6 separate regions of the Mus musculus genome follow, and regions 1, 2, 3, 4 and 5 are each linked to region 6. Evidence: chromatin contacts called from public Hi-C and promoter capture Hi-C data. All regions are on one chromosome and are shown on one strand. The core of a region is the stretch at or near the end of the contact, and the rest is flanking DNA. Distances in the headings are between cores, read along the strand shown.

Region 1 (3,956 bases), core at 199-2,698, 680 kb before region 6:
TGGGGCTTGTGTCTACCTTTGTGACTTTATGTATATACATGAGGAAAACCAAGCTGTGGATGACATCATTCATGTGAGCCCATTTGAGTGAGTCTGAATATGGGACCAGTTCTGTTAACAAGGAAAGCACTTGGAGTCAAAAACCTTCATTTTTCCAGTTTCCAGAACAAAACTCTCTGACCCAGGGTCCCGTATAAGGCACATGTCTCTTTGGGCTATATACACATACTATGCAGCTTTCTTTAAGCCCACAGCTCTAATGAGAGGGCATATGGTGTTCCTAACAAGGAGAAAGCTAGCTTCCTCTCCTCATAGCTTCTAAGTCCTTCGGGAACGAAGGTTGGGCTTCGCTTGTTACATAGTCAGTGGCCATAGTAACAGGGAGCAGGGAAAACAAAATCAGGAACACAACAAAACATATCCACATATAGAAACCAAAGGTCAGGAAAAAAACAGGCTTTGAAAAAGTAAGTGGAGGGGCTGGAGAGATGGCTTAGCAGATAAACGCACTTCCTGCTCTTGCAGAGGACCTAGGTTTACATCCCAGCACTTAACATGGTGGCTCACAACTGGCCTGTAACTCCAGTTCTAGGAGATCTGTGGCATGTGGTTGCATATGTGCAGGCAAAACACTCATATACATAAAATTATATATATATAAATAATATATATATATATATATATATATATATATATATATATATATATTTGTTTGTTTTGTTTTTTGAGACAGGGTTTCTCTGTGTAGCCCTGGCTGGCCTGGAACTCAGAAATCTGCCTGTCTCTGCCACCCAAGTGCTGGGATTAAAAGTGTGCATCACCACTGCCCAGCTAAAATAAAATATTTTTAAAGAAACGTGGAGAGCGACTGTTCCCTTACTTACAGACCTTCATCTGTCGTCTATCCTTTCTCCAGCCAGAAGTCCATCAATCCATCCACCCACACACCCATCTATCCATGTTCTCAGCCATCTATCCACCATCTATTTATCCATATACCACCTCTCCATCATCCCATATACTTAACCCGCATACCTATTTACCTACACATCCACCCACCTACCCATCTTTCTACCCACCCACATACCCATCCACCCATATATTTTTCTATCTGCCCACATACCCATCCACCCACCCATCCACCTATCCATCTACTCACCTGCCCACCCGTCTGTCCATTCATCCGCCCACCCACCCATCCAAGGAAACCGGCTGAGCTAAACCCCTTCTTCGATCAGTTCTGCACTCATTAATAGAGGTACACAGAGAGATGGAAGCCTGGAAGCAGAAGCTGAAGGTAGGAAGAGGAGTCTAGATGACCCTCTCAAAAGATTCTGAAACTCGGAACTGCCTCAGCACAGTTTAAAACTGAGAAACCACTTGCTCATCATAGAGATGAGGGAACCTCCGGGCTTCCTAGAGAGACCCGGAAGCGGTTTTAGGAGCCAGTTTGACAGCTTTTGCTCTAGAGCGGGGGCAGCAAGGCACCAGAGGCTCTTTCGTCTTGCTTCTACAAGCCACGCTGTCGTCTGCCTCTGTGAGTGGTCTGGGGTCGCAAGGGCTGTCGTCACCCACGGGGTCCCTATTCTGGGATGGCAGGGCGGTCCTAAACGCACTTTGCCGGGCTTATGACGAGCCGGCTGAGGGTGAAAGGAGCCTGAAGTGTCCATTGAGGGTAACAGGTGGCATTTGAGAACGACAAGTAGTGGGTGATGATGATAGCTGGTAGTTAAGGGTCACAAATGACAGCTGAGGATAACTAATAGTTGCTGAAGGTGACGGATGGTTCTTGAGGGTGACAACGGTTGTAAGTATCACCAAATTGGATGAGTCTAATTGCCGCCGCCTCAGAACTGTGTTTAAGTATCAGTGGTATAACTTTAAAACTCCTGTAATAAACGAGCGTACCACGGTTGCTGTGATTTGCATTTTAAGGGAGGAGGAGGCAAGGTTAAAAAGTTGTCCAGGCCATCTTCAGCTACATATGCAGCTAGAGACACGAGCTCTGGGGTACTGGTTAGTTCATAGTGTTGGGCCATCATTGGGAAGAGAGGCCATTTGGTCTTGCAAACTTTATATGCCCCAGTACAGGGGAACACCAGGGCCAAGAAGTAGGAGTGGGTGTCAGGATAGCATTTGAAATGTAAATGAAGAAAATACCTAATAAAAAACTGGAAGAAAAAAAAAAGCTGTCCAGGGTCACACAAGTAGCTGATGGTAGATCTAAATCCAGGACCCAATTTCATGATTCCCTATATAAGAGTTTTAATGCTGTGTCACATGCCCCAATGCCTCATGGGAATAGATGAGGTAGCTCTTCCTTTGCCTTTCTGAGCCATTACAGAATGTGCCGGTTGTGAAACGATACACAGTCCAGATCAGTGTATGCTCCATACCTATTGCTTCAGGTCAGAGACTCTGGCCAGCCCTCTGGGACTGCTGGGGTTGGGACATGAGTGATGAAGTCAGGTGTCCCTTGGCCTAGTGGATACATAGAACCCTGTAATCCACTCACTCCCTATGGGACTTGGAGCTGTTGATCATTCTGTCTCTGGGCCCGAGTTTATTCACATGCAAAACGGGACCCACTGGTTAGCATTGTCTCTTTTAGGGCAGTGATGAGCACTCAAGTGACATAATTTATAAACACATTGTAGCGCAGCGCCAGGCACTTAGGAAATGGCAGGAAATGCCACGGTGGTAGGATGGAGTGTCAGGCATACTGACTTCCAGACAGAAGGAGGCATGAGTGTAGCAGAGAGGACGAGGGCAGTTAGAAGGCTGTGGAATGCTCATCTATCCAGAGCACTAGGCTCCAGTTTACCAGGTGCTCTTTGTCCCTGAAGACTGTTCTAGACCAGGAGTCTACATTCACATAGAGTTTCCATGGTGATTTGAAACACAGATTGGTTATGGTGACTATTAAAATGTTCATGGGATGAGAAGATGGCTTCGCACTTGCCATAAAGTGTTTGTCGTGCAAGTGTGAGATGGATGCTGGCCGTAGTGGCATGTATGTGAAATCCTAGCCCTGGGAAGGTGGAGTCAGATGGATCTCTGAGACTTATTACTGCCTAACTAACTGAGCCAAATCAATAAATCCAGGCAGTGAGAGACCCTGCCTCAAAACAAACAACAAACAAACAATAACAACAAATGTCTGTGCCTGAAAAGAGATGGCTCAGCTTCCAGAGGATCTGGGTTCAGCTCCCAAACCCTATTTCAGTGTTTCACAGCCCCTGTAACCCCAGATGCAGGGGATCCAATGCCCTGTTCTGGCTCTGGTGAACACATGCATGGCAGACACTCACATAGACATACACAAGCACATACATTTTTTTTGAAATAATAAAATAAAAAATTGAAGAAGGGGAGAAAAAGGAGGGGAAGGAGGAAGAGGAGAAGGAGGAGGAGGAAGAGAAGGAGGGGAAAGAAGGGGAGAAGGAGGGAGAGGAAAAGAAGGAAGGGGAGGAAGAGGAGGAAGAAGGAGGAGGAGGATGACGATAGCTAAGGGTGAGCTCTGAAATTAGATCAGTGATGAGCACTCGGTGACATAATTTATAAACAAATTGTAGCTTAGTGCCTGACACATTAAGGGCTTAAGAAGTGACAGAGGACACCACTAAGGTAGGATGGAGTGGCTTGCATGCTTACTTCAAGATGGAAGGAGACACTCAAGTAGCAGAGAGGACGAGGACAATTTGAAATAGAAGTACAAGAAGAAGACAGAGCACTCCATCTCATTCCACTATTGTCAGCTGTAAAAGAATTGCAAGTGCTTTTTGTGGAACAGCTGTCTAGGTGAAGGGAGCATGTGGCTGGCCAGAAAGCCCTGACCCATATAAGGTGATGACAGTTCCACGGAAGCTCGGGATGAACTTGAAGTGGTGAATCTCCTGATTCTGACTCCCTGGCACTAGGATAACAGGTAGATGTTTTATCTGTATGGATGCATG
Region 2 (3,799 bases), core at 910-3,409, 540 kb before region 6:
ATTTTTCAAGGACCAAGGATCTGGTTAACAAGTAATTTCACCTATCATGCATGACATTTGGTAGTGGACAGGACACAACGTGTCCCCCAGCCCCTGCCCCATGACACCTCGGGGGACAGATGGCCATTCTGTAACTGCTCCGTATGTGGTAGTGCATATGTTAAAACCCCCTAAAACGTAGCCGCTGTTATGATTTCCCACCATACCCAAGAGGAAACTGAGGCGAGGCACGAAAGATCTCAAACACGGCTGAGCAGAGCCGGAAACAGACTTGCTCTCTTTTTCACTGTAGAGCTGGGGGAGGCCCTACATGAGCTCAGGAGGCAAGGGTTCTACCACCGAGCTCCACCACAGCCCCAGAACATAGCTTGAAAGATGAGCAAGCCTTCTCCAAGGCAGCCCTGCATCTATATAGCTCAGTTGGTAGAGTGCTTGCCTAGCACTCACGAATGGCCTTGGGTTCAATCCCCAGCCCTGCACACACCAGGTGTAGGCACTTACACCTATAATCCCAGCAGACAGGAGGATCAGAGGTTCAAGGTCAACCTCAGCTACATAGTGAGTTTAAGACCAGGCTAGGCTCAAAAGCAGCAAGAACAAAGCTATAAGCCTTATCTAAGATCACTTGAGAGAGGGATTCAAACACTGTAATCTGTCTGATGTCTTTTGAAGCAAGGACAGTGTTTCTCCTTCTTTGTCCCATGGCTACTTTTGCCATGTTCAGAGCCAACATCTTTGAATTTCTTTTCTTCATCCAGGTCCATCTCGCCCCAGCTCAGGACATCCTCCTTAATCCCAAATGCATGACCCTTGGGAGTCGGTGTTCACCAATGAAGGTGGTGTCATGAGAAAGGACAAGGAGAGTAAAGGACACCAGGTGGCAATAAATGGGATGCCCCCGACGTGGGATGTCCCCTCAGCTGTGGCTTTACTCTTTAATTCTAGTACCTAATGTATGGCATGTAAGACACATACAAGAGGGTCATGACCCAGCCAAATGCAGTCACAGCAAAGAGCCAGGCCTGAAGTGTCCTACCAAGCCTAGGATTGCCTCTTCTGCAGAAGTTGATGGACTTTCAAAGGCTCCCACCCCCAAGAAAGCAGAAATAACAGCTTTTCTAGTTTGATTTATATATGTGTGTGTGTGTGATATATATATATGTATATGTATCTTGTATGCTAATATGTCTAAGTATATGTAGTATATGCCTGTGTGTGCACAAGAACCTGCTTACACATAAGTGTGAAGCAGCCAAAGGCTCACTTTCACTGGTTTTATCTGCCACTCCCCACATCAGTTTCTGAGATAAGCTCTCTTATTGAACCTGGAGCTCACTCATTCAGATAGCCTGGCTCACCAGCACACCCCGAGAATCCTTCTGTCTCTAATCCCTCAGTACTGTGCTTATAGACCTGTGACACCGTGGCGGGCTTTTTTATGTGGGTGTTGGGATCTGAGCTCAGGTTCTCATGCTTGGATAACAAACACTTCACCCACTGAGATCCCCAGACCTTCCCTCCTGTTCTTTTGCATATATGTATAGTGTGTGTGTGTGTGTGTGTGTGTGTGTGTGTGTGTGTGTGTGCAAGGACGCCAGATGTTAGGCATTTTCCTCTGTCACTCCACACCTTATTCACTGAGGCAGGATCTTTCAGTTGAACACAGAGCTTGCAAGGACAGCTAGTCTAGCCAGCAGCTTGCATTGAGGACCTCTCTCCACCTCTGAGCCCAGGAATTACAGGCAGACCACCACACTCATCCGCTGCTCAGCATGTATGAAAGTGCTATCGATCTAAATCCCAGTCCTGACACTTCCAATGTGAGCACCTTGCCTACTGAGCCATCTCCTCCCCAGCCCCAACCCTTCTTTTTAAAACTAGGTCTTCTTCTGTAGCCCAGACTAACCTGGGGCCCATGCTGGCCTCAAAGTCCCTGGGTGTTGGGATTACATTTGTCACCACACTCGGCAAGAACTTTACAACTTGAAGCTCATACCACAGAGGGGAAAAAAAAAAAACGAGACATTACCCCAAGAGCACCCTCTCCACACCCCTACCCTCAGCTCACCCTGACCCTGACCCCGGCTGGGTAAGGCAGCTGGTGGCAGACAGAACAATGTAGAACCTGGCTAATATAGAGCCTGCCACCAGCTCAAAGAAACAGTTCTGCAGCAGGTGCTAGCTTAACCACAGGACTCTGCTACGTGGCCATACAAGCCTGCCTACAGGATTAGCTTCAGAACACCAGACACTTGGGCCTCAGAGAATAGACTGTTCAAGTCGGGGGGGTATGGTGCAGAAATACCAAGATTTGACCAGCAATTGAGTTACCTAGCAAGCACTGAACAACCTCAGCACCCTGTCTCTGCCTCTCCACACTACCACAAAGTCCCACATACCCTATGGCTTCTTGTTGGGCTGAAATCAGGGGCGCTCGGAGCCTGGCTACTCCCTGAGGCTCAGGAGACCCATAGTCTGGTCCTTCTTTTCTTTATATGTGTAAGACAAGCACTGTGCTGAGCTACAAACCTAGCCCAGATTCCTTGATACACAGTCCCATTCTGTACCCACTCCACCCTCTCTTCCTGTCCCTATGCCATGGCTCACCTGATCTGCTTGTCACCAGGCCTCTTGAGCACACTGGATCTACCTTCATAGCTCAGGAGCCTCTCCCCGCTCAGTGAGCCTCACTTGCCTGTACGCACAGCCTGAGCCAAGGAGCATCTCAGGCTCACAGGTTTTGGGGGTCTGGGGGAGGAGGTTACAGAAGTGACTATTCATGCCTGCAACCTTCCCTCCCAGGCCAGTGGCCTGCAAGAGAGGAGATATTTGTCCCATCTCCTCCCTGCCAGCCGCAATGATGAAGCTACCAGGAACCAAGTACAAGTCCAGGACCAAGAGGAGAGGAGAAAAGAAAATGGAAGAGAGACAGGGAAACTCCACACAGCCTATCCACCATGTATCAAATACAACGTAAGCTGCGCTTCATACATACTGGAAGGTCTGCTCTCATCTTCTTCATCATTGTGGCTCAGACCAAGTCACACGGCTTGCAAATGGTAGGTTGGGGATTTGAACCTGAGCCTCTCTGGCTCTCATTTTGTGATGCTCTGAACCAAACACCGGGATATTTTCAAGTTCCTTGGGGATTCTTTTGTTCAAAAAAACAAAACAAACAAACAAATAAACAAAAAACAAAAAAAAAAAAAAGAAAAGAAAAACCCTTTCCTTCTGGGTAGGAGATTATGTAAAGCATCTGCGGCTGCCCCCTCCCCGCCCCCCCGGGCTTGGCGACTTAGAAGATGATCTATTTTGGGGTTTTGCGCACCAGTGACCCATAGCTCCCCCACCCTCCTCTGTGCTTTTCTCTACACAGCCACTTCCTGGGGCTCAAATGAAAGTCTGGAGGGCCAGCCCAGCACAGGCAGGGTGTATAACAGCTAGCAAAGCCTCACCAAGCCCATTAGAACATCAGGGCCCATCTGAAAACAAACTCCAGCCATCCCAGAACAGGCAGTGACTGCCCAGAACCCGGGACCCAGAGGAAGCCACAGAGCCATCCCCGAAGGCTGCAAAACTCCAGGTTGGCAGCTCCAACATGATGCTCGTTCGCACATCCTCCTGTCTGGTTTTAGGGCAGAAGAAGGGAGGGAGTTTGAGAGCAAGAGATGCTGAATCAAACCATCTCTCGGGCAAGAGATTTCCGGGTGTCTACAAGAGTCCATAAGGAGGCCTCTAGAGGAGAATTTCTGCCTGGGTGCCTGCTTTTCAAGGTCTCCCCTGAGTGAAGGGGAGACCT
Region 3 (4,314 bases), core at 1,738-4,237, 650 kb before region 6:
TTGCCCCTTGATCATTAGAGGTTTTCTTTTGGTTGTTGCCCTTGTCCAGGTTTGGTGGGCATCGTGTTGTCTTATTTTCTGTATGTTTTACATTTCCACATTAGGGTTTATGTGTCTGTTGGAATGACTCCATCTTCCCCTGTGTGTAAAGACTTTCTCAATAAGCAGCTTTTTCCTTGTGGTGTGAAGTGTGGTGTCGATTCCTGTGTCATAATGATAAGTATGTTCCCAGCTGAGCCCTGTAGGGGATCCTTCTCTGTAGCCCCTTTAGCTGGATTTGAGGACCATGTACATCAAATCCACGACAAAGACCCACTGTCTGCAGGTCTTAACAATCATTCAAAGTGGTGTGGCATAGACAACAGAGCATAAGGTTTGTGTTCTATGTAGTTGTCAAATAGTGGGAGTGTAGCCTCTATCAGCTGACAGAAGCTTCCTCCGACATCCTGGCAATTAGCTGTGATTTTGAGGCTGGCCATGGTGGTAGACTAAAGCCTTTGTCCTCTAATTAGACTTCAGTCCACATCCAAAAGTTCTATTGGGCAAGTAAACACAGCTCCCTCCTGCAGGACTCATGACCAGGCTTGTCGGCAATGAACACCTTGACAGGCAGTGTGTGCCTGTGCAGGTGACTGACGGGCAGTATCAGGAGACCTGTATTTCTCCTCTCTGCTGCTCCTGTGAGAGTAACCAGACAGGAGTGAGACCTCAAAGCTTTCGTCAATGTGCCTGTCTGGAGACCTGCCCAACAGGGAGTTTTTGTCCCTTATTCTTTGGTTGATTGGTTGGTTGGCTTTAAGACAAGGTCTCACATAGCCCAGGCTGGCCTCAAGCTGGCTTAGGCAGCTGAGGGTGTCCTTGAACTCCCAATCCTACTGCCTCTACCTCCCAAGTGCTGGATCACAGGAGAGCACCACTATACCCTGACCCCTAACCTTTCTCTTTTTTCTCCTTCATTTTTTTAATCTTTTTATTTTTGAGATTATAATACAAGTACATTTCTCCCTTCCCTTCCTTCAAACCCTCCCATGCAACCCCTCCCCACTCTCCTTTAAATCTATGGCCTCTCTTTTATTGTTATTACATCCATATACATATTTATTCTGAACTATGACCTGCTTAGACTGTGCACTGTTATTTGTCTGTTTTCAGGATTGAGTATTTGGCACTGGGCAACCAATCGGCGTGCTCTTCCGCGGGGAAAGTCATGTCTCTCACTCCTAATTTCCTTCAGGTGCCTGTAGCTCTTCATGTACGACTGAGGCCTCTTGGGCTCTCTCCTGTCCCCTTGGGCTTGTCCGTTGGCATAGACCTTGTTCGGCATGCATTTAGACGGTCATGTTGGTGAGACTTTGGGTGTAGCTTCTAATATCACCAGGGGACACAATATCACAGCATATCCCCTGATCCTCTGACTCTGAGTCTTTCTGGGCTTCCCATCCTGATGTTCCGTGAACCTTAGGTGTGGGAGTGTTTTCAAAGATGTGTCCGTTGTGACTGGACTCCACAGTTCTGCATTTCATTTGGTTGTGGTTTTCTGTAGTGTGTATAGCTGGTTGGGGATTTGGGGGAGCGGGGGTGAAGAGCTGGGTATAGCCAGAGTTCCAGTGGATCCCCAGATCTCCCCCAGGGAAGGGATAAGGAGACAAAGGAACCCAAAATTTTGTTCTAGGAAAAGACATGGGTATCAAACAATCTGTTTCCTGCTGTCCTCAGCCCTGGCATGCCTCCAGAGCCACACAGGGCGTTTCATATACCTGGTCTCAGAAGGCTGATTCTCGGTAGCAGCACCCTCCAATTCCTTCCCATGAAGCAGTCTGCACCTCTCAGGTGTTTATGTCCCGGTCACCCCACCTGCCAAGGCAGTACTGCGAAATATCCATGAGTCTAAAACTGAGAAGGTATGGAACATCGTGGCTCAGGAGCAGCACAAATTCAGCCCATAGGACCCACCTCCAGATAGCCCCTGGCTATGGCACCTTAAGGGTTTGTGGAAGATGCAGAGAGACAGACATTCCAGGTCGTTCACCTGTTTAGGATGTGTGTCTGTCTGTAAGGCTCTGGCTTCACCTGAGCAACTTTCTGGAACTCTGTGTCCGCCCCCCCCCCAACCCCACTACTGGAATTTTAGCGCAAAGGTACAAGCTCGGGGGTGGGGGTGGGGTCCTGTGGACTGGGCTCAGCCATCTGTCCATCCCAATATGTCCCAACTAATGAAGGAACAGAACAGGGAAGTTTAACCAATGTGGCCACGTTGAGTAGAACAACTGAGAATGGGGTCCAGTGACACCCCCCTCCCGGCCCCCCAAGCCTATCTTCGGGGAACTGACCTGAACTTTCCGTTTAAATAGTAGACAAACTAGGGCGGGGTGCAAGAGCTGTGCGTGACAAAGCACTGCAGATTGAGGTGTGAGCTGGCTTGCTCTGTACCTCAGTTCTGCCTCTGCAAGGTTGTTGAACGGGTTATCACTGTCCTCTTTGGATGGAGCAAGCTAAAAAACACAAGCTTCTAGGCCCTGCTCCAGGGCACACCTCCCCACCAGCGATATCTGCCCTCTTTTAGAGGGTAGCCTGACATGTGGCTGTTGTTCCTGTAATCCGGGGTGACTTCTGGCTCAGGACTGGAGACCTTAGATGCCTCTGAAACCCTTCCCTGCCCCTCCCCGGGCCCCACCTCTGTGTGTCTAGGTACCTTTGGCCTTGAAGAGAGATAAGATGAGATAGCTCCTACCAGTTGTCTTGTAAACACCACCACCCAGCCAGTAAGTAACCTGTCTTGCACTCAGAGTTAAAAACAGCAATGGTGGGATATAAAATGAAGGCAGAGGTACCGGCCTTTCAACCTGCTGTGACATATATTGCGTGCCCAAATGAGAGAATGTTTTTTAACAGTATAAATTCAGGGCCTAGAGAGATGGCTCAGTGGATAGGAGCACTGTCAGCTCTTACAGAGAAGCCAAGTTTGGTCCCCAACACCAAGGCAACTCACAGCAGTTCTGGGGATCTATTGCCCTCTTCTGGCCTCTATAGGCACTGCATGCATGTGGCATTCCTACATACATGCACACAAAACACTCATACACATATAAAAATTAAAATTGGTATAACTATAAACCAGCTTTGAGGGGAGAAGACCTATTTTGTATATTTATAGTAGAATGCACTAAGAAACCCTAAATTCTGGATTGCAATAGTATTCAGCCATCACTGTGTGTAGAATTTCCCTTGCTAAAGAAAGTGTTACCTTTGTCAGTGATTCTCTGAGGTTGCCAGCAACTAGACCGACTGGCTGGTTGGAGAGTGGGTCTTCTGATGTGGGGCAGTCTAAAAGGATGTACTTCATGAAACACAGATAAATACGAGGAAAGACACAGGGTGAAACCCAGGCGCCCAGTTTCTGACTGTATCTATAACAAACAAAGAATAACAGCCATCTATCAGACTGTGACCATTTGGGCAAATTCCTCCCATAAGCAGCCATTTTGCAGAAGAATAAATATTGATACAGATTGTGTCACACAATGCTACATTGATAAAACTCCCAGTATCAACACTGAGGTCATAGCAAGATTGCTCATAGGTGCTATATATAGTTCAGCCAGCAACCCAGAGAGCATTTCCATGTTTTTTTTTTTTAAGACATTTTCAATGCATTCGAGTGGACGTTTGTGTTTTAGTAAAGTAGGCACTCCTAACTCCCAAAGCACTATTTGTTTTCGTTTCTTAATGGTAAATATTTTGTTTTTCCGTTTCCTCGGAGCTGAGCATGTAATTTGAATGTCGGTCTCTAGGTAGCTCTTCCTTCCAATGGCTGTCCCTGGAAAAATCAACGTGACAGCTCTAAGCAACACACTGTCTTTCCCATTGTGCTGATGGCTCTCGTTATTCTGCTAATTTAGGAAGTGCAGTTTTGTTGAGGGCCAGCCCTGGTAAGGATGGAGATCACGCCTCGCAGAAGTCCTGTTCCCGGCAGGTCTCTGAGGGCTCCACGGTGTGAGTGTTTTGCTTTGTGATTTAATACATGCTCCACTTTGGAGCAGGTTCCATGTGCTACTTAAAAGAATCCCCACTCTGCGGCTGCTGGATAGAGTGTTCTATGCATTTCGGTTGAGTGCTTTGACCTATAGAATAATTTATGCTTCTTTGTTGCTCTTTTGAAAGGGTTTGAATAGTGAATCCATTAGTAAGGATAGGATGTAAATGCCCAAGTATCATTTACGGGAGCTTGTCTGTAGGTCTACCTGTGTTTATACATACATACATACATACATACATACATACATACATACTACATACATATAATCTTAGATCTTA
Region 4 (4,133 bases), core at 1,405-3,904, 580 kb before region 6:
CACCCATTCACAGCCAGCTCTGCCGGAGCCAGCCTGGGCTCATCCGGAAACTCACGTGTTGTGGGAAGAGGAGATCCAGTAGTGGGACAAGGGGTTGTTCATGTCCTGCATGTCCACTGCATCGTACTTCTCGTCCCAGATGCTGTTCTCCCGGGAGAACAGATACGTGAGGAACTGAAAGAGACGACCAACACGGAGTCACCGTGGCACAAGAGGCACAGAGTCTACTTATTCTTAGCTGGCACCTGAGCAGCCAGGCAAGGCGGCTCTGACCTGTGAAACTTATAGATGGTCCCCAGACATCGGTTTCTCGAGGTTTCAGTACAAATGGCTCTGATTGCAGCCATCCTTCTTGTGATGGTTTATATATGGCTGGCACAGGAAGTGGCACTATTAGGAGGCATAGCCCTGTTGGAGTGGGTGTGGCCTTGTTGGATTGGGAGTGGCCCTGTTGGAGTGGGTGTGGCCTTGTTGGAGTGAGAGTGGCCCTGTTGGAGTGCGTGTGGCCTTGTTAGAGTGGGTGTGTGTCTGTTGGTGTAGCCTTAAGACAGTCTAGCTGCCCTGAAGTCAGTCTTCCACCAGCACCCTTCAGATGAAGATATAGAACTCTCAGCTCTGCCTGCATCATTCCTGCCTGGACACTGCCATGTTCCTGCCTTGGTGATAATGGACTGAATCTCTGAAGCTGTAAGCCAGCCCCAATTTTAAATGTTGTCCTTACAAGAGCTGCCTTGGTGGTGGTGTCTACTCACAGCAGTAAAACCCTAACTTAGACACCCCGTATCAACATAAGCACCTCCTGGACCTACCCACCATTTCCCTTTTTAACGTGTATCCCAAATGTCTGCTGCTGTCAGAGCTCCAGCTGCCCACACCGAAGCGTTACATTGTATCAGCGACTAAGCCTCTGCGAGTCCAGCACAGCTTTGGAGACAGAGCACTCTGGATATGAGAACATCAAAGGGTGGAAAGACACCAGGCCTAGGGGCTCAGCTATGTCATCCCAGATACTCAGGAGGATCAGAGTCAAGGCTTGTCTGGGCTACAGGGAGTTCAGGTCTAGCCTGGACAAATTACTGAGAACCTGCCTCAAAGCAAAAAGAAAAGGAGGGCTGGGGATTAGCTCAGTGGTAGAGTGATTGGCTAATGGGTACAAAGCCTCAGGTTTTAAAAAAAAAAAAAAAAACTGAAGATAAAAGGGAAACAGAGAGAAAGGGACAGAGTTTCCTGTCCCAACTCCTGGAAGCTTTAAAATAAATAAATAAATAAATAAATAAATAAATAATAAGAAAAGAGAAGAGGGCTGGAGAGATGGCTTCATGGTTCCTCTACTGTGATGTAAAATGGAGATGGGGAAAACCCCAGAAGCTCCAAGGTCTGGGAGCCCAGCATAAAGAGACCCTGCTTCAAATAAGGATGCATACTAGGACCTACACTTAAGGCTGTCTGTCCTCTGACCTCCTGGGGGCCGGGTGGAGGGACAAAATAAACATTACAAAGAGTCCCACTGTTATAGGTCTGTGGTAGAACCCCTGCCTAGCATGCAGAAGGTCCTGGGTTCAGTTCCTACCATGGCAAAAACAAGGAGGCCGAGAAGGGGCCCAGGGACTTTCCCATCTACCCACTCCTAGCATTTAAATAATAATAATAATAAATCAGAAACACCGACTGGCTCAGAGGTACATTTTACTGCCATAAACAGCCCCAGCGAGCAAGTGACAAGCCATGTCCCTTCTGATCCTCCCCGGCCACCTGTAAAAAGAAGTGTCCTCTATAAATGGCTCACACAACCATCAAACATTTGTCAAGTTCAGTTGGCTTCTCCCTGATGGCGAACGCCCTCTAGTGGCGAAACAGGTAATCCCACCCAGGTAAGAATCAGGAAAATGAAAAGCAGGATTAATCCCCACCCTGGGAAAACCACTCCTTACACGGAGTCAGTCCCCCGGACACCTGACAGTGACACCTTCCGAGGGGAAGGGATAAAGGAAGTCCTGCTCACGTGACATGCCCCAGCCCACTCACCTCATCCACAAATAAGAAGGGCTCTGCGGTCTCTCTCATTGTGTCGTCGATAAACTTGGTCATCCGCTCCCGGACTTTGTTCAGATCCTGAGCCCATAGCTCCTTAAAGATGTCGAAGATAACACAAAGTCACCAAAGGACAGGCAAGGTCCTCCTCAGGACCTAGTCAAGGTGATCAAAGACTGGACCCAATGTCAAACCTATGTCATTCAGAGCCACATAAATAAGGCTCCATCCTGGCATGGTCTTTGCCAGGGGCGAGCAGATGCCTTCTGCATGGGTCACCCGCTATCCTCACTCAGCAGTCACCACCGTGTGAACGCAGCCACAGACCAAATACAGGAAAATGAGCATAGCTGTATTGCAATGAAACTTTATCAATAAAAGTAACGACAGACTATGATCTGCTAAGAACTCAGAGCACTAGGCCACGGGTGTCAGTATGAAACAGCCAGGGACTGTGGTGGACTATGCCAGTGTTAACAGTTTAATTATGAAATGCCGCCCCCCCCAACACACACACACACACACACGGGTTCATGTGTTTGAACACCTGGGTTACCAGGTCATGGCATTGTCTGGAAAGGCTGTGGAACCTTCCAGAGATAAGAGGCTTGCTAGGGGAAGTAGGTCGCTAGGGGTGGGCTTTGAGGTTTTATAGTCCAGCCCCACTTCCTGTTCCTGACGAGAGAGGCCATGTGACCAGCTCCGATTCCTGTCACTGTGCTGTTCCCACAGGCTGCCATCTCTTCCCAAATATGATGGGCTATAGCCCCTCTAAGTCTAAGCCAGAATAAAGCCTGCCCAGTTGAAATAGTTTCTTCTGGTCACAGCAACGAGAAAAGTAACTATACAGTATAGCCAGCCTACTGGGGTGTCTCCCCTGGCTCAGCCAAGGTGACAAGTCACGTGTCTTCTTTATACAGCCTCATCCATGAAAGGAGGGTCCCAAAAGTTATACACCGCGCAGGTTTGGAAACAGGACCACATGAAGTCAGTTGTGTGCTTAGTGCAGTGTTCTTCGCTGCAGGAAGCCTCCAGTTTCTGGTAGTTTATTCTAACAGCCTCGTCCCCGTATGGTCCTCTAACCTGCCCCACCCTGCAAGCCATATGATGTCACTGTCACATAGAGAAGAGGACACACAGGCTCAGGATGACTTCAAGACGATCCCAGGTCTCCAGAGCTCATGAGAACCAGGGTCAATTTCCAAATCACTCAACCTGGGCAAAAGAACTGAGATGGACACCTCGCATCCCCTCCCCCAGGGGTCAGCCAGGCAGAGCCACCCCGATAGACAAATCCAGCCCCACTAGCAGATTCAGTACAATGCTGGACATTCCAGAAACATTTCCTTAATAAAAAACCACAGCATGCAGTGACCTTTCTTCTGCTACATTCTCCGAAACCTCAAATATCCACAGGCAACAAGATGAACGATACCACAGACCCGATGCTGGCCAATGCCTTCTGGGTTTCAGACATTCCCCAGTGTCTCTCCTTGTGTCTGAGATGAATGTGTGATTGGGTAGGAAGGGACACGGGGTGGGGTGGGGGTGGGGGGACGGGGACGGGGGTGTGTCAGAAAGAACAAAAGCCCAAAGACAGACTGAAACAGGATGGTGAGGCCCTACTTCAGCAACACAGGACTGTGGCTAGCTAACAAGTCTCCCCAGACCACAGACACCAAAATAGCCAGCAGGCTGTGAGTTCCCTGAATGGAAGGTTGTTAACAGCATAGAGCATGGGGTTCAGGATTTAGCTCAGTGGTAGAGCACTAGCCCGGGGTTCCGTCCTCGGCTGTGGGGGTGGAGGTGGGGGGAGAACCAAGAAGCAACACCACAAGTGCAGGATGCTTAGTGCAAACACCTTGGCTCCCTGGGTACCTCAAAGGGCCTGAATGGCCCTTCTCTCCTTCCCCTGCAAAGCACACGCGTTTATCAAAAGACATGAGCACTTGCTAATAGAACTGGAGGCTGCTTTCTGGCTGGGCAGAGACCAGGATCTTCCTAAAGAAGTTTAGAATCCCAAGATGCTAGGGGTTCAAATGTGGGATGGTAAGGTGGCCTGAGGGTAAAGGTACCTGCCACCAAGCCCAACAACCTAAAAT
Region 5 (3,936 bases), core at 1,221-3,720, 560 kb before region 6:
GATTGAGGGCTAGGAACTAGTTCTCCATCCATCAGACCCTTGGGGATGCTGGGATAGCAGAAGACTTCAAGCCCAGGCCCCACAGGTTGAAGGTCACACTTCCCAGGCCTGGAGGCTGCATCACCAAGCCCTTCACATCCGTGACTGACACTTCCGGAGTCTATGGATGAGCAGCAGGTGAAGTCCATGGGTAGCTGAGGTGTTCTCCTCTCTGCTCATCGCCATTCAGTGACCAAGAGCTCCCAGGAAGAGAAAAGGCCCTCTCCATCTATGAGAGTGTGCCGTTAAGACATGATCATCTGCAAAGCTGAGATGTTGGTGTGGCATCTCTAGTGACATGCCCAGCAGGAACCCTGTAATAAGCAGGCTCATCCCACAGGGTGATAATCCTACCACCTCAGGCACAGAGCAACATAGGTACCATATGACCTAAGGCTAGGAAAAGAACCTAGAGTTGGGTAGACAGACTCCACAGTCCTGGGTTCATCCAACTCACAAGACATGATATGGCTGGTGTTCAGGCTGAGGGACTCTGAGCCAGCCAGCCTGGGTTTGTCTTGCAACCTCCCCATCAGCGGGGTAGCTTCAGGTAGCAATTTCACTCTGCTTGCCTCTGTTTCCCCAGATATGAAAGTGATAACATCACTCAGAACTTGTGTGTGTGTTTGTGTGTGTGTGAGTGTGTGTGTGTGTGTGTGTGTGTGTGTGTGTGTAGTGTTCCCAACTAAGACAGCATCTAATCATCTTCAGGGAGGTGGCTAGCGGGATTGAGATAGGATCTTGATGTGTAACCGACTGGCCTCGAGCTCATAAACCTCCTGCCTCAGCCTCCCACACGCTGAGATCGCAGGTGTATATCTGTACCTAACAGCTCCTAATGGAGTTTAGACTAAGTGTAGAAACTTATATGTATGTTTCCTATCCATTCTTAAATTCTTTTGGGTGGGGGAGAAAAGGGTTTATTTGGCTTACACTTCCATATTATTGCTCATCATGGGAGGAGGTCAGGACAGGAACTTAAACAGGGCAGGAACCTGGAGGCACCACCACCAGGCTTACAATCCAATCTTGCGGAGTCATTTTCTTTTCTTTTCTTTCTCTCCCTTTTTTTTTATTGGATATTTTCTTTATTTACATTTCAAATGTTATCCCCTTTCCCATCCCCTAAAACCCCCTATTCCATCCTCCCTCCTCCTGCTTCTATGAGGGTGTTCCTCCACCCACCTACCCATCACTCCCACCTCCTTGCCCTCAGTTCCCCTACACTGGGGCTTCTATAGAGCCTTCATAGGACCAAGGACCTCTCCTCCCATTGTTGCATGACAAGGCCATCCTCTGCAACATATGCCATTCTTAAATTCTTAATACAATTGAACAATACTCAGGAATCATTAAAAAATAATGAATATTTTGGATAGCATTGGAAATGTAAATGAAGAAAATACCTAATAAATAATAATAATGAATAAATAATAACACAGTATAGGGCCAGCAAGATGGCTCAGTGGGTAAAGGCCAATGACCTGGGTCCAACCCCCAGAACCTACACAATGGTAGGAGAGAGCTGACCCCTACAAGCTTGTCCTCTGACCTCCAAACCAACACGTTAGGTTCTTGCTTTCCGGATATCAACACTACCGTCTGCCCAAAATGCGCCATCCAGACCTCAGACCTCCTGTAAGGTGTTCAAGTACAGGCACCAACACGACACAAACGGCACACAAACAGCAAAGGCTTGCATTGGTCAGCAGCAAGAGAAGAGCACGCCCACCGCTCTGCATGGTGAAGAGCATCATGTGTAAAACCTGGAACCCCCCCTCAATGGGGTCCCTTCTGACACCTAATGCTGACAGCTCAAAAGCCTGGTACCACACTAACAGAGCTGAGCTTCAGTTACTGCTTCAACAGATTACTTCATTACTGTTTCCATGACAATGCAAAGCAGACTACACACAGAAGAACATGGTAACTCAGCATTCTACCAATTCTACCATGAGTGTGTGTATGTGTGTTATATGACTATGTACATGATTGTGTGTGTACATGGAGGGTTCCCTTGGACAAACTAGTGAGCACAAAGGCCAGAGGTCAACACTGGGTCTCTTCCTCTATTGCTTTCCATCTTGCTTTTTAAACATTTGTTTGTCTGTCTGTCTGTCTGTTTGTTTTGTGTGTGTGTGTGTGTGTGTGTGTGTGTGTGTGTGTGTGTGTGTATGTTCACACGAGTGTCTCAGCATACATGTCAAACCTAAGAACAACTTGTGCATGTCAACTCTCCCCCTGTGAGTCCCAGAGATAAAATTCAGGTTGTCAGAACTGGGAGCAAAAACCTTTACCCTCTCAGTCCATCTCTCTAGCCCTCCACTTTACTTTTTAAACTTACTTTTATTTTACCTGTATGCCTGTGTACCACATGCATGCAGTGCCCGTGAAGGCCAGAAGAGGATGCCCTGAAACTGGAGTTCAGGAAGTTGGGAGTGACCATGTGCATGCCAGGAACCCAACCCAGATCCTCTTTAAAAGAAGCCAGTACTCTTAACCACTCAACAATCTCTCCCGAAAGCTCACCAATTCAGCTAGACCGGCAGCCAGTGAGCCCCACGCATCAGTCTGCCTCTGCCCCTCCGGCTCTGTGGTTACAGCTACTTATTCTGTGTTCAGATTCTATGTGAACACTGGGGATCCACACTCCGGTCCACCTGCTTACCCAGCAAGCACTTCTCGAATGAGCCATCTCCCCACCACCTCTACACCATGTCGCACACACCACACTGGATAGGTGCAGCTGTACAACACCTCACATAAACACCCTAGGGAAGAATAGTTTATTTTGGCTCCCAGTTGCAAGTTTTACTCCCTCGTGATGGATATGGGGTGTCAGAGCAGAGTTCAGCCAGGAGAAGGATTTAGGGGAAAGGGACACAGACAGACAGACAGATGGACGGACAGACGGACGGATGGACGGACGGATGGACGGACGGATGGACGGACGGATGGACGGATGGGTGGACAGACAGATGAACAAGAGGCCCAGGCAAGATATAACTCCAAAGGGTATACTCCAGGAACATTCTAGCTAGTTCCTACCTCCTAAAGTTTCTAGAACCTTCCAAAAGAATACCACCAGCTAGGAACCAGGCCTTCAATACATGAGTCTGTGGAGAAGGGCTCTTCCCATTCAAATCATAACACATCCTCAGCCATTACATCACTACAGCATAAAAAAAAAAAAAAGTGGTATTCTTTGAGTAAATGCTCTGTAACTGGGGGGCAGGGTAGGATGGGGAAGGAGACTAAAAGAGTCTGCTCTGAGTGCTACGCAGTGCTTAGGAAACTGGTTGGGATGCCCAGATTAAGTGACAATCCTATAGCCTTTGTGTCATGAATATGACAGAATATATTGCTAGCCCCACAAACGGGCCTTCCTTCGTGTTCTCAGAAATGTTTTAGATTCCAGGGCCAGGGAGATGGCTCAATGGGTAATGTGCTTGCTATGCAAGCATGAGGAGCAGAGCTTAGATGCCCAGCACCTACATAAAAGCTGGGTGTGGCTGTAAGGCTGGCCCTGGGGGATAAAGACAAGTCCTTGGAGTTCATGGGCCAAACGAGACACATACACACACATCACCCATACACACACACATATACACACACATACACATGCACACACACACATATACACACACATCACACATACACATATACACACACATACACATGCACACATACATATACACACACATCACACATACACTACACACATACATATGCACACACACATACACACACATCACATATCACACATACACACACACATACACACACATATACACACATACTTACACACAGCACACATACACATGCACACACACATACACACACCACACATACATACACATACACACACATGCACATACACACACATATACACACATA
Region 6 (4,139 bases), core at 120-2,619:
TCTATCTATCTATCTATCTATCTTTGGTTTTCGGAGACAGAGTTCCTCTGGTTGTCTGGTATAGCCCTGGCTGTTCTGGAACTCACTATAGACCAGGCTGACATTGAATTCAGAGATCTGTCCCTGAGTGCTAGGATTAAAGCTGCATGCAGCTACCAGGCTGGAATCTCTTCTTGAGGGTTGGGTTGCTTTGTTTGTTTGCTGGCTCTGTAGAGTCTTCCCTATAGGGCTGGTCAGTTTAAAGAAAAGACAGGATCACTGGCTGGCCTACAAGTGTAAGCCGGTCCTGATGTGGCCTTGAACTACTTGAGCCAGTCCCTGAGCAGGAGGCTGGCTGGGCTGGCAGGAGAAGAAACAGCCCATTTTAAAAGGTACCACCCGTTTTTAAGGTACCGGGCTTTTGTCTCAGCTCAGGGGGGTGTAGATGAAGCTGGCCATCATGGAAGCTCACCACCTTTGTCATCTACCAGAGTTTTTATCTAACTGCTACTTCCTTGCCACCAGCAGCCCTAGTTTGGCTTGAATGTCTGGTACAGCTTCTAGTATATATTGTTCCGCCCTTCCCCTCATCCACTGTACAGACTCTGGGTTCCCTGCCCCCAGTACATCCTACGCTTTTCTCTTGGCTAAGGGACACTGAGCCTTTTCAGGGAGCCTTCTCTCCCTCTCCAAGGACATCTGCAGCCACCTCAGGGTAAATCCTGTTTTGTCTTGGTGGTGCCAACCCATTTCCCTTGACAGTGAACATAAGGAATGGAGGTCCCTGACTTGATAACTCCGAGGATGGACAACTCCTTACTCGGAAATCCGCCTGCCTCTGCCTCCCGAGTGCTGGGATTAAAGGCGTGCGCCACCACGCCCGGCTCCCTTTTCTCTTTCTGTCCTTTTTCTTTCCTCCCTCCCTCCCTCTTTCTTTCTTTGAAACAGGGTTTGATGCCTAGAACGGTCTTAAATGAATCCCATGGGGGTGACCTTGTGCAGTTAGGCGTAACTGTGTGCTTTAAGGGCCTGGCGGCACCTCATCTTCCGTAGGACTTTTTGGCTTAGTGGCATGAGACTGCGTTAGCCCAGCAAAACCATCCTTGCTGGAATCTTTCTCTGGCCCCTGCAGCGATGCAGTTCAGGGCAACTCCTAGATTGCGGACTTGGAGCTTCTATTCGCAAGATTCTACTCTCCGCCCTCCAGTGAGGCCCCGCCTCCTCCCTGCCCAGCCAATCTGCGCCTCTCACACAGCCCCATCCGGGCCTCAGCGCCTCCACATGCACACGCCCCTCGCGCGGGTTGTCCTATCCGAAGTGGAACCTTCAAGATGTCCAATCAGAGCGCGCCTCTCCCGGGCTCCGCCCCCGGGCCTGGGTGCTCCGCTTACTCTGGACCCACCCCGTCCCCACCGGCCCGGTGGCGGAGGCGAAGCGCAGTTACCCTCCGGACCTCTGACCATGTCGCTGCAAGTGTCGAGGAGCTTGCGGGTTGTGGCCTACAGCCTGCGCACCGCCCTGACCTTCTGCTCGCCGCGGCCCTGTGTACCGAGCGCCGCCGCCGTCCGCTCACTGCGCACCGGATCTGCTTTGCTGTCGGGTAAGTGCAGGGCACGTGGTCACCGCTCCTGCCCGCCCTACTCCCAAGCCTCCTGGCCGGACCGACCTATAGCCCTACCCACGCTTCTCGCTCTTGGGATCCTGGTTCTGCGGCCTTTCTCCCTAAGTAGGCGGGAGAGTACAGGAGCAAACTTTGAACCCGGGGTAGAAAGGTGGAGCTGGGAGGGAAGGACGGCTGGACCCGCAGGTAAACCGGCCACTCGTGCCGGGCTGAGCTTGCTTTTAGGTGCACCGAGATCCTAAATGTGGGGAGCACTTAGGTTTGCTGTGGAACCTAACAGCAGTTTGTTTACGAGGAACTGCGAAGTGAAGTTAAGCAGAAACACATACTAAAATTTAGCAGAATGCATATACAGATGAATGAAAAGTCAGAGTAACAGAAATAAGCTTTTTACTCTCTCCCCCGCCCCCCGCAAAATCAAGCGTAGTGAGGAAGCTTTAGCTGTGAACTACAGACAGCAGGAAAAGTTCTAACGTCTGAGTCATTGATGTGTACTGGGGTTCAAACGAGCCTGGTTTGACGGACTGGAAATAGCTGGGAGACCTGCCCATTGTACGCGTTTGCACAGTTAGCTGGGAAACAGTTTTATGTGCAAGTAGTGGAGACCTTACTCAGGCAGCACAAATCGGAACGGCTGCTCTCAGCGAGTGCCGTGGGTCAGAAATCTGTGGAACTCAAAATGTTGATCACGTTATTCCTCGGTGTGGAGTGCCACGTTTCTTCCTTTCTTGCTAAAATTTCTCCAGTTTTTCACACACCAGACCGTTATTGACTGGAGTACAAGGGTAAAGAAATGCTCAAATAAGCAGTCCGTTTCAAACCAGGCATGGTGGGTGGCTTCCACCGGTAACCGTGTCAGCACTGCTGAGGTGGAGGATCGCTGTGAGGCCGAGGGCAGCTGGAGCTACATACTGAGTTCCAGGTATTTGGTTAAATATTGCCTAATGTGTCAATTCCCACGGTCTGCTTAACTACTCAGGTTCTTTTCATTTTTACCCTCTTTGAACTGGCAGAATTGTGCACACTTATTATGCAGGGTGCAGAGCCTTGTGCTTGTTGAAACACAGACATTATTCAATTCTGGTTTTTCCTCTTAGAGCTGTGTGGTCTCGGGCACAGTCTCTCAACTTCTCAGAACCCCAGTGCCCTGCATTAGAACAGTGGAGGCGAGGCAATAGCTACCTCAGAGTTACTGGGAAGTCGTCCTGTCACCTGCAGCTTGACATATTAGCAGTGAATAGTTTTATTAACTATTAGTGTGTAGTGCCAGATAGCACCACTGACCCATATTAAGCAAGCTATTGTGTTTGAGAATGCAGTATCTTCAGTTTCAGCTCAGATTTTCTGAGGCCCCAAACCATGGTGGGGTTTTGTTTCTGTTTTCTCAAGGCTGGGTTTCTCTGTGTAATCTTCCCTATTCTAGAACTCTCTCTCTCTGTAGATCAGGCTGGCCTAGAACTCACAGAAGTCTACCTGCCTCTTCCTCTCTGAGTGCTGGGATTTAGGTGTGCCGCCCCCCCCCCCCCCCCCAGTCTGTTTCTGCTCTGAGGTCTGCTCTCACTGCGAAGCTGGAGAGACCCCTGTGTAGCTGAGGATGACAACTTCAGATCCTTCCACAGTGCTGCGACTGGACTGCCGAGCACCACCAAACCCAGCTGTGCAATGGTAGAGACTGAACTCAGAGCTACCACAGTGATAGGCAAGCACCCATCCCCCAAAGCCACATCCCCAGGTCTCAAACTGTGTTTTTCGAGGATTAGGAAGAAAGTAATTATTTACCTAATCTGCTTTCTTCAGTGAGGTCAAGGGTTAACGGAGAATTGTAATCTGTGCCTAAGCCTAGGTAGCATTCCTGGGCTAAAAGGACAATATGGACTTTAAGGGCAAGTGGACCTGGGTGTGCTGAGCTCAGAATGCTGCTGGCTCAAACTGAAGCTGCAAAGTTGAGGCAGAGCAGCGACACTGTCAGCGGTGTGGCCGAGGATAGCGCAAAGGGTCAGAGATCTGTGACTGTCCGCCCCTGGTCAGATGCTGTGTTGAGGTGATGATTGTTGGTCATAAGGTAATCAGGGGGTTCTAGACTTGTAAGAGAATGGCAGTTGAGAGCCACAGCCACATAGCTGTGCATCATCTTTGACCCAAATCCCTTTTCCTTTATTTTTTTTAGCAGGGTTGGGAATTGAAGCCAAGGCTTTGGCCCTTTCTTCAAGGACAGGCTTAAAGAATTGCAGAATTTTAAGAACTTGGCCAAGTTATAATTGTTTATAGGAAGCCTGTTTCAGTCCATAGAACTAAGTTGCAGTTACCTTAGAGAACTCTACCTAAAGACTCACATTACCCTTTTTTAGGTTAAATCTTTTGGTTTTCATATCTTTGTTGTTGTTGTTTTGTTTCTTGAGACAGGGTTTCTCTGCAGCCCTGGCTGTCCTGGAACTTACTCTGTAGACCAGGCTGGCCTTGAACTCAGAAATCCACCTGCCTCTGCCTCCCAAGTGCTGGGATTAAAGGCGTGCGCCACCACGCCCAGCTTGGTTTTCAT

Evidence for each region. Promoter capture Hi-C pulls out the DNA fragments that hold promoters and counts their contacts. A called contact is a pair of places that touch in the nucleus more often than the background predicts.
Region 1: a contact with region 6 is called in a promoter capture Hi-C map of neutrophils. The contact joins the promoter of Sdr42e1 here to the promoter of Gcsh in region 6. A contact is called at or near these places in 2 of 39 promoter capture datasets (liver and neutrophils) and 1 of 115 datasets of contacts at active chromatin or transcription factors (bone marrow-derived macrophages).
Region 2: a promoter capture Hi-C map of pre-B cells shows a contact between it and region 6, with 2.2 times the contacts expected there. The contact joins the enhancer-like site here to the promoter of Gcsh in region 6. A contact is called at or near these places in 1 of 39 promoter capture datasets (pre-B cells), 2 of 115 datasets of contacts at active chromatin or transcription factors (bone marrow-derived macrophages and microglia) and 3 of 9 other capture datasets (adipose tissue, liver and macrophages).
Region 3: a contact with region 6 is called in a promoter capture Hi-C map of liver, with 2.4 times the contacts expected there. The contact joins the enhancer-like site here to the promoter of Gcsh in region 6. A contact is called at or near these places in 1 of 39 promoter capture datasets (liver) and 2 of 115 datasets of contacts at active chromatin or transcription factors (the 230-238 cell line and bone marrow-derived macrophages).
Region 4: a contact with region 6 is called in a promoter capture Hi-C map of the HPC-7 cell line. The contact joins the enhancer-like site here to the promoter of Gcsh in region 6. A contact is called at or near these places in 12 of 39 promoter capture datasets (the C10 cell line, the HPC-7 cell line, HPC-7-derived erythroid cells and 9 more), 2 of 484 Hi-C or Micro-C datasets (bone marrow-derived macrophages and cortical neurons), 4 of 115 datasets of contacts at active chromatin or transcription factors (bone marrow-derived macrophages, embryonic stem cells, large pre-B cells and 1 more) and 2 of 9 other capture datasets (adipose tissue and liver).
Region 5: a contact with region 6 is called in a Hi-C map of bone marrow-derived macrophages, with 16 read pairs. The contact joins the enhancer-like site here to the promoter of Gcsh in region 6. A contact is called at or near these places in 10 of 39 promoter capture datasets (the 3T3-L1 cell line, the C10 cell line, the HPC-7 cell line and 7 more), 2 of 484 Hi-C or Micro-C datasets (both in bone marrow-derived macrophages), 7 of 115 datasets of contacts at active chromatin or transcription factors (the 230-238 cell line, bone marrow-derived macrophages, embryonic stem cells and 3 more) and 3 of 9 other capture datasets (adipose tissue, liver and macrophages).

What each region holds. Positions count from the first base shown.
Region 1 is chr8:117,671,181-117,675,136 of GRCm38.p6, reverse strand. Sdr42e1 (short chain dehydrogenase/reductase family 42E, member 1) reads left to right here and starts at 1,448. Exons shown (of 3, transcript NM_001357273.1): 1 at 1,448-1,537.
Region 2 is chr8:117,527,716-117,531,514 of GRCm38.p6, reverse strand. The region is part of intron 2 of Plcg2 (phospholipase C, gamma 2); the gene reads right to left. Among named protein-coding and RNA genes, the nearest start is that of Plcg2, 31 kb to the right of the region's middle. Within about 2 kb of position 2,159, at least 37 of the 459 cell types and tissues checked have an H3K27ac peak or open chromatin away from gene starts, as enhancers often do. A contact at or near this core is called in bone marrow-derived macrophages, microglia and pre-B cells, where this site is marked.
Region 3 is chr8:117,644,899-117,649,212 of GRCm38.p6, reverse strand. No RefSeq gene overlaps it. Among named protein-coding and RNA genes, the nearest start is that of Sdr42e1, 27 kb to the left of the region's middle. Within about 2 kb of position 2,987, at least 27 of the 459 cell types and tissues checked have an H3K27ac peak or open chromatin away from gene starts, as enhancers often do. A contact at or near this core is called in liver, where this site is marked.
Region 4 is chr8:117,575,817-117,579,949 of GRCm38.p6, reverse strand. Plcg2 (phospholipase C, gamma 2) reads right to left here. Exons shown (of 33, transcript NM_172285.2): 10 at 2,026-2,127; 11 at 56-174. Among named protein-coding and RNA genes, the nearest start is that of Plcg2, 80 kb to the right of the region's middle. Within about 2 kb of position 2,654, at least 15 of the 459 cell types and tissues checked have an H3K27ac peak or open chromatin away from gene starts, as enhancers often do. A contact at or near this core is called in the HPC-7 cell line, where this site is marked.
Region 5 is chr8:117,549,250-117,553,185 of GRCm38.p6, reverse strand. All of the region lies in intron 2 of Plcg2 (phospholipase C, gamma 2), which reads right to left. Among named protein-coding and RNA genes, the nearest start is that of Plcg2, 53 kb to the right of the region's middle. Within about 2 kb of position 2,470, at least 1 of the 459 cell types and tissues checked has an H3K27ac peak or open chromatin away from gene starts, as enhancers often do. A contact at or near this core is called in bone marrow-derived macrophages, where this site is marked.
Region 6 is chr8:116,990,728-116,994,866 of GRCm38.p6, reverse strand. Gcsh (glycine cleavage system protein H (aminomethyl carrier)) reads left to right here and starts at 1,369. Exons shown (of 5, transcript NM_026572.4): 1 at 1,369-1,579. The coding sequence starts at 1,441.